Regions from separate parts of the Macaca mulatta genome. Here region 2 is linked to region 1. Evidence: chromatin contacts called from public Hi-C data. All regions are on one chromosome and are shown on one strand. Each heading gives the region's core, a stretch centred on a gene start, on an enhancer-like site or on the middle of the called end of the contact. The rest is flanking DNA. Distances are from core to core; before and after follow the strand shown.

The links. A called contact is a pair of places that touch in the nucleus more often than the background predicts.
Region 2: a Hi-C map of fetal cortical plate shows a contact between it and region 1, with 5 times the contacts expected there. The contact joins the promoter of MMP17 here to the enhancer-like site in region 1. A contact is called at or near these places in 5 of 14 Hi-C or Micro-C datasets (blood, fetal cortex germinal zone, fetal cortical plate and 2 more).

Annotation. Positions count from the first base shown.
Region 1 is chr11:138,299,365-138,303,623 of T2T-MMU8v2.0, reverse strand. No RefSeq gene overlaps it. Among named protein-coding and RNA genes, the nearest start is that of ADGRD1, 38 kb to the left of the region's middle. Within about 2 kb of position 1,928, at least 6 of the 40 cell types and tissues checked have an H3K27ac peak or open chromatin away from gene starts, as enhancers often do. A contact at or near this core is called in fetal cortex germinal zone and fetal cortical plate, where this site is marked.
Region 2 is chr11:139,192,103-139,196,288 of T2T-MMU8v2.0, reverse strand. MMP17 (matrix metallopeptidase 17) reads right to left here and starts at 2,046. Exons shown (of 10, transcript XM_015109717.3): 1 at 1,779-2,046. The coding sequence starts at 1,943.

The DNA.
Region 1 (4,259 bases), core at 679-3,178:
AGCCTTTCTCACGCAGTTTAGACTCCCAGCTTCAGCGTTCTGCTCTGCTGCCCCCTCGTGGAGATGGATGTCTACTGAGCTCGCGGAGCAGGTGGGTGTCACCTGTGCTAACAGGTGCTTAGTAAGCGGGTCCGTTCGTCCAATGGAAACACGCCACTCTTGTCGTGAAAAGGGGAGCTGTCAGTCCCCACTTTCTCCTAATATCCACTATCTTTACCGTCATCTAATGACGGAGGATGACCTGGTGTCCTAGCAGGATTACCAGGATCCCACCGACCCTAGCCTCACCTCCAGATACTCCACGCTCACCCAGCGTGTGCCCATCAGGTTCCAACCACACAGACCAGCCAGGTCCTCCAAAAGCCCACATCCCTCCTGCCTCAGAGGCTTTGTACACACGCCTCCTCTCCATGGAATATTATCTACCCCGCCCCACCTGTGGCTCTCTTAGTCAATGAAGCCCAATTCCTCCTTTAACCTCGGCACTTCCCTGACTTCTGAAGCTCACAGCCCCCGTTAGACGTGTTCACAGCTGCCCACTGCACTTCCTCACTGCACAGCATTTAAAAGTTATACAGCATTTAAAAGTTAGGAATTACCAATCTCTGTGCTTGTCTCCCAAACCAAAATAATAAGCCTCAACAGGAGAGAAACCAAGTTCAGTTTGACTCACCCTTTGTCTCCAGCCACTAGCGTAAGTCAGGCCTCCCACAGTGCTGCCCAATTTTCTTGAATGAAGGAATGAGCTGAATCCTGCAGGTGGTAGACAGGGTGGTAAACAGGCTTCTCCCCTCTGTGGAAGCGCTTTCCTCGAGGTACGTACCACAGAGCACCCTAACACCGAAGCGTGGTTCAAGAACCACTAACCTCAGTGTCGGCCGGGAGCTGGTTAGAAATACAGAGCACCAGGGCATCCCAAATTTCTCATGAAAGTTTGAGAGGTGCTGCACAGTGAAACTGAGGAAAGCAGGCACGGACGAACAAAAACTTGTGGCTTTTGTCTCAGAGTCCCTTTGCTAAAATCCTGCCGATTGCCTCTTTCCACGCATCAAGACCTAATATCCTCTGAATTCTTAGAAATCCCCAAAGTGACGGTATTTGACAGAGTTATGTAGCCTTACGAACCATCTGGATACCTCAAAGGACTTTTCCAGCTTAAAATGATTTATCTGATGCCCCCACAGTTGACAAAGCTACTGCAGCTGGTCTCACAACGTTAAGAGCTGCCACAAAGTCTCCTTGTTTTCTTGAGTTTTTATATTATACTTTCAATGATTGACCTTCCAGAGACACGATTTCACTGAGGCTTAGAACACTGAATTATTTCAAGACACAGCTCCACGCACACGTTAGTCTCCCTAAAAACCTGGATATTAGGTGTGTCTGAACTACCCTAGGAACTCAGTGACACAGCGTCTGCCTCGGCTTAAAATATGACTTCCCAATAATGTGGTTATTTCTACGATTGCTTTGCTGGCTGTGCATGCAGATATCTGCGGTTCTATGTGCCTCTTTGTAAAGGCAATCAGCCCAAGTAGTCAAGTGTAAACGCATTTCTAGTCATTTGTGCTGCTCAGGGCGTCTCAGAAGACACACCAGTCTTTCTTCCCCTAAGTTGTAATGCTTTGAAGCACTTAAGGATTTCATTAGCAGTGAACAAATCACTGTTCTTCAAGACCTAAAAAAAACGTGACCCAGAAAAGGACACGGTCCTTTGGTACCGCTGAGGCGGCCAAATCTCTCTTGTTCCAAACGACACATGCTTGATGTGGCTTTTCTTCCATAATAAGTTACAAATCCGTACTGCGATCATTAATCATGAGAGCCTCGTCCACGTCCCCTCTTTGAGAAGCTAAGCTGGAAGGATGATGACCGCGGACCGTTCGAACAAACGCTCCTGAGAGTGTGGCCACAGCGTGGAGCGTGAGCGCCCCCATGCGTCGCGTAGGGGAATTTATCCCCCGAGTGTTACCATCGCCAATTGCACAGCGATTCTGAGGGCCTGCAGCCCGCCAGGGTCCTGGGTGCCGGGGATGCGGGCGTGCATTAGGTAGACCAGCGCCCTATCCCCATAGCACATATTTCAGCTGCACAGCAAATATCTGTGCTCCACAAACAAGTCCCAGAGGACAGGGACCTCCTGCTTGGTTTACCAATAATCACTGAGCATCTAGAAAGGGCTTCGCACAGGTGATCAATAAATATGTATCGAATGAACGAATACAAATAAAAAGACAAGTATGCATTTTGGGCAAGGCATGTTGGCTCACACCTGTAATCCCGGCACCTTGGGAGGCCAAGGTCATCTTGAGTCCAGGCGTTTGAAACCAGCCTAGGCAACATAGTAAGACCCCACCTCTACAACATGCCTGTAGTCCCAGTTACTCAGGAGGCTGAGGCAGAAGGATGGCTTGAGCTCAGGAGGTCGAGACTGTAGTGAGCTATGATCACACCACGGCACTTCAGCCTGAGTGACAGAGGAAGACCCCATTTCAAAAATTTTTTTTAAAAAAAGGAAATCATGCATTTTAAAAATGTGGTTGCATGTTTTTCTTCTTGAGTTTGAAGAGTTCTGGTATATTCTGGATACAAGTCCTGTGTCAGATACGTGACTTCCAATTATTTTTGCCCATTCTGGGATATACATACATTTTCATTCTCTTAGTATCATTTGAAGAGAAGAAATTCTTAATTTTGATAAAGTACAATTTATAATCTGTTTCTATTTATAGATCATACTTGTGTCATATCTAGGAATTATTTACTTCACCCAAGATAACAAAGATTTTCTCCTATGTTGTCTTCCTGAATTTTAGCAGTTTTAGGTGTTACAGCTAATTATATTATCCTTTTTGAGTTAATTTTATAGATGATACAAAATATTAATTGAGGCTTGTTTTTTCTGCCTATGGATGTCCAATTTCTACAGCATAATTTGTTGGAAAGATTATCTTTTCTCCATTGAATTTCCTTTGCAGCTTTGCCAAAAATCAATTAACCATATGCCTCTGAGTTCATTTCTGGAATCTCTACTCTGTTCCATTGATCTTTTTGCCTGTCTTTATGCCAATACCACACTGTCTTAATTATGATAACTTTGTAGTAATTCTAAAGTCAGGTAGTGTAAGTCTACCAGCTGTACTGATCTTTCTCAAGTTGTTTTGGCTCTTCTAGGTCCTTTGTACTACCATTTAAACTTTATAATTGCCATGTCAATTTCTTCAAAATCTGCTGAGATTTTTATTGGAATGGCATTGAATTTGTAGATCAACTTGGGGAGAACTGACATCGTAATAATACTGAAACTTCAAACCAAGAGCGCAGTATATGGCTATTCGTTTAGATGTTCTTTCTCTTAGTACTGGGTTATAGTGCAATGTCCTTTACACCTTTTGTGTATACATCATTTTTATGCCTCTGTAAGTTATATTTCTATTTCAATTTCTGCTTGTTCATTATGATTACATAAAATGCAATACATGTTGTATATAGATTTTATATCCTTTTCTTTTTTTCTGGAGACAGAGGCTTCTTCTGCTCTGTCACCTAGGCTGGAGTGCGGTGGCACCATCTCAGCTCACTGCAACCTCTGCCTCCTGGGTTCCAATGATTCTCCTGCCTCAGCCTCCCCAGTAGCTAGGATTACAGGTGCATGCCACCATAATCGGCTTTTTTTTTTTTTGTATTTTAATAGAGATAGGGTTTCACTGTTTTACCCCGGCTGGCCTCAAACTCCTGAGCTCAGTCAATCTGCCCACCTCGGCCTCCTAAAGTGCTGGGATTACAGGTGTGATCCACCGTGCCTGGCCCACTTTTCAATTATAGCAGCTTTTTTGTAGATCCTATAGAATTTTCTACATATACAATATACCATCTGCAAATAAATAATGCCTTTACACTTTCCTTCCCAATACAGATCCCTTTTATTTCTTTTTCTTGCCTTATTGCATGGGCAACTGCACATTGCACTGTACCTCCAGTACAACATTGAGTAGACGTGATGAGAACCAGCACCCACCCTTGCCTTGCCCTGATCATAGGAGAAAGTCTTTTTAACTGCTTAAGTATAAATATATATTAACTGTAAATTTTCCATAGATGTCTTTCATAATGATGGGGAAGCCACCTTCTAGTTGTAGTTTGCAGACAGTTTTAATCAGAAATGGATGTTGAAGGCTGTCAAATGCTCACCAGGCTTCTATTGAGATGATCGTGTAATGTAGCACCTGATATGTTTAATTATATTGATTAATTTTTAA
Region 2 (4,186 bases), core at 797-3,296, 890 kb before region 1:
CTCCATGCAGGGGGCTGCCCGCAGAGTCCTCCCTCTCCGGCTGGACACCGGGGCCCCACTCACTGCCCCCGGCCAGGCTGGGGAGCCACATCCTCCGCTCGGTGCTGTCACAGGGCGCGGGGCGGGTGACTTCCGGAGTGCCAGGAGAGACCGAGGCACAGGTACCAGCCGAGAGGAGGGCGCCTGACCCACTCTTTCCGAGCAGGTGGGCAGGTGGGTGGCAAGAAACTTCCAAACCGTGCTGGGTCTGATCAGCCAATATGGCTCGGCCAGGGGTCCATCCTCCTGAGTGTGTGGGCACCACCTTGAGTCTTCCCTTGGCATTGACCCAGTCCCTTCTGCAGCACCCTTGGACCTGGAAGGCCGGCCTGGGCTCACCTCCCTCCAGAGCTGGAAACACCACGTCCCCAGGGCGTGCTTCTCGGTGGGGGATCCGGGAGACCCCCAGATACAAAGGGGTCTTGAGGAGGTGGGGAGGCACCCCAAGTTCACAGGCTGCCTGGCTGGAAGTCACTGTGGGGACCTGCAGGCATCTGGAGGCGGGCAGCAGGGACAGTGACCAGCACCCTCCCAAATGGCTTCGGGGCCTGGGGCAAACGGTGGCCAAACCGGCTTCCCATCCAGACCCCCGGCCAAGTCCTGCCAACCACAGGGGCTGCGGGTGCCACCCAAGCGGCCCCTCCAAATGCCTCGACTGCCCGAAATCCACCTGCGCTGACTTGCTTGGACCCCAAGGTTTTGGAGCTCCTGAATGTCCACTGCGCTGGGCAAGGGGCCCTGTCAGGACCCCACTGGGAGACTGTCCGCGGACGAGGGCCGGGCCAAACACTTGTGCGGGGCAGGGAGGCCTCGGCTCCTGGCCCGACTCCCTGGGTAGGAATGCAGTGAAGGCAGCGGTGGGTAGGAGCCTCAGAAGGAACCGCTGAACCCAGCCCGAGTCCACCCGGCCGCCCCAGCCGGGGGGCACTGACCCCACGACTTCTGCTCTAAATCTTCCGGGTCCACAAGAGACGCAAGTCCCGGCTGCGGAACAGGGGAGGGGGCTGTGGGAAGAGGCCACGTCGCTGCCCCCAGGCAGGGTTCCCAAGCTGAGCTGACAGCGGCTCGGTGTGGGGTGAGGAAGGCTCTCCCCGCGCCCCCGGCTCAGTACTGTACCAGGGCCAGGCAGGGCCAGTCTGGCCGACCTGGGGTGGAGGGGAAGGAGGCTGGAGGCCAGGTCCTTGCCCAGTGGTGAGCTGGGGGCCGGCTTCCCTGTGCCCCCAACACCCTCAACCGAGCAAACTCTGGGGCTCAAGGCTTTTGGGGTGCCCCCACTCCGTAGCCCCTGCCCTTCCTCGCTCTGTAGGTGCGTGCTCCTGCCCCCACCACTTCCACCCAGAACGCACGCAGCGCGCAGGGCTCGGAGCGGCCGCGATGCCTGCTCTCGCCCACCCCGGCTGCTCTGGGGCTGCTGCAAGCCAGGGACCCGGGCTCCGGGTAGGCGACCCCCTCACAACTCCACGGGCTCCTGAGGCTGCGGCGCGCTCCGAGCGCACGGAGCCGGGACGGCAGCCGGCGCCTCCCTAGGACTCGCGTGCCCTCGCCCGGCCGCTCAGCCCACGCCCCAGCCTCAGTCTCCCCACCCAGGAAATGGGTCCAGGGCGCCCGGGCTCCCGCGCGACGCCGACGCGCACTGCTGGGGTCTTCCCGGTCCCTGCCACCCGGCCCGCGGGGACCCCCGACTCCGGCCCAGGAGCTCCGCGCCCGTCCCGGCCCCGCGCCCTCGGCCGCGCGCTCACCACTCCCAGGCTGAGGTCCTCGGCGCGCGGCGCGGGCGCGGGCGCAGCGCAGCCCCCGCGGGTCCCCAGCGCCAGCAGCAGCAGCAGCAGCAGCAGCGGCCGGAGCCCGGGCCCTGGGGGCGGCTGGGGCGGCGGGCCGGGTCCCCGGGCTGCGCGGCGCCGCATGGCGCTCACATGGGCCCGCGGGCGGCGTGCAGGGTCCCGCGCCCTCCGCTCGGCGCTCCGCAGCCCTGCGCCCTCCGCTCTCCGCGGCGCCCCCGCCGGACTGAGCCCCGCGCGGCAGCCTCAAGCGGCGGGGCGGGGCCATGCAAATATATGCTAACGAGGCCAGCCGCCTTAAAGGGCCCGCGCCGCCCTGGACGCTGCGACCCCCGTCCCGCCCCGCCGTGTCCGCGAGAGGACCGGGTCCGCGGCATCACAGGGAAGGCGTTTCCCCGAGTGTCTCGGGACGGTCCTGGGGCGGCGGGGATGCGCGGGGTGGCCGCGGGGGCAGGGGTCCGGGGCGTCTGCGGGGAGCTGACCCTGACTTCCCTCTCCGGCCGCGCTCCCGGCCCCACCCCCCACGGCACCCGAGGCCTGGGTTCGGAACCGGGTTCAGGCCCCGGAGCCGTCGCCGCAGCGCAGCTGGTGGGCGCTTGGTGGAGCCCGCGGACCGCGGGAGAGGGAGGGTGGGGGCTGTGGGAGCGCGGGGGACTGGAGGGCGAGGGCGGTTGTTGCGGGGCTGGGGTCCTCGGGAGGCTCTGCAGTCCCTGCGGGCCTGGGAGGGACAATGTTAACTTGTAACGTTTGGTGGAGCTCAGCGTGTGCCTGGGCATGCCCAGGGGTTACATGAATAATTTCATTTACTTACAACCTTTATGAGATGAAAACTATGATTTCCATTTTGCAGACAAAGAAACTGAGGCCCAGAGAAATGAAGTAACTTATGGGAGGTCCTGGAGCGGGCAAGTGGCAGAGCCAGGGTCAGAGCTCAAGCAGGTGCTGGTGTGGATTGAACTCGTGTAAGCTGCGTACAGGCTGCCCCCCGAGTGGGAGATCTTGGGAGAGGGCGGGGGGTGAGGTTCAAGTGTAACCCTAGCCTTTATTCAGCTTCTCCTCGTGCTGGACAGCATGGCTTCCCCTCCTTCCCAAGCCCTTCTGCTCTGCCACCCCAAATCACAGCTGTTACTGTCAGGACTGAGGTCACATTCTACGGACAGGGAAACTGAGGCTTGGCTCCTTTTACCACAACTGGTCTTAAGGGAGTGGTGCCCCCCCACTCCTGTGCGGGCCGACCCCCACCCCACACCTTCCCTGGGTGCTCTGGTCAATCCTGTCCCTGCTGCCCTCAGAGCCTCCCTGGCCCTGTCTGAACAGGAGGATTCCACACCTGCTTCAGACGACCTTGGTTCGGACTGATGGAGATCACCTGTAGGAGGAGCCCTGGCATGTAGGGACTTTCACAGCGCATCCCAGATTTTTTTTTTCTTTTTTCTTTCTTTTCTTTCCTTTCTCTCTTTCTTTCCTTTCTCTCTTTCTTTCTCTTTCTCTTTCTTTTTTCTTTTCTTTTCTTTCTTTTTTCTCTGTTGCTCAGGCTGGAGTGCAGTGGCAGGATCTTGGCTCACTGCAACCTCTGCCTCCTAAATTCAAATGATTCTCCTGCCTCAGCCTCCTGAATAGATGGGATTCCAAGTGTGCACAACCGTGCCCAGCTAATTTTTGTATTTTTAGTAGAGACGGGGTTTTACCATGTTGGCTAGGCTGGTCTTGAACTCCTGACCTCAGGTGATCCGCCCACCTCGGCCTCCCAAAGTGTTGGAATTACAGGAGTGAGCCACCACGCCTGGCCTCATCCGGGATTTTGACCAAGTGCATCAGGACACCCTTGTTTCCAGAGCAGAGACCCAGCCAAAGCGGCTGTAGTCAAGGAAAGGAAGTGTGTGGGGCTCAGGAACGGTGGTGTCCCAGCGTGTGCTAAAGTCAGGCAGGGCCGGACCAAGTCACACGGCAACAGCATCAGAACGGGATTTCTCTCACTCCAGCTCTGTGTGGGGCACAGACGGCCCAGGGCAGCTCCCGTCATCCTTCCTGCGCAGCAGGCCCAGCCAGAGACAGACGCTTTCTCAACCAACGGTCCCAAGGCCACCTCTTTCTGGATTCTGGGTCAGGAACTGATTGTGGGGCCAGGGGCAGGGAAGTGAGCTGCAGCCCTGGGCTGGAAGGGATTCTCTACAGGAAGTCAGAGGAAGGGAGGGTGGATGGCAGGCAAAGCTGGGTCAAGGGCTCAGAAGAGGCGATGCGGCCACCACCCCCACTGCGTCACGGGGCTCGTACGCATCTGAGACTTGCAACAGGACGCTGTCAAGGGGCTGTGGCTCGGTGCTGGCAAGAGGCTTCACCACGGGGCTTGCTGGCAGTGAAGGGAGATG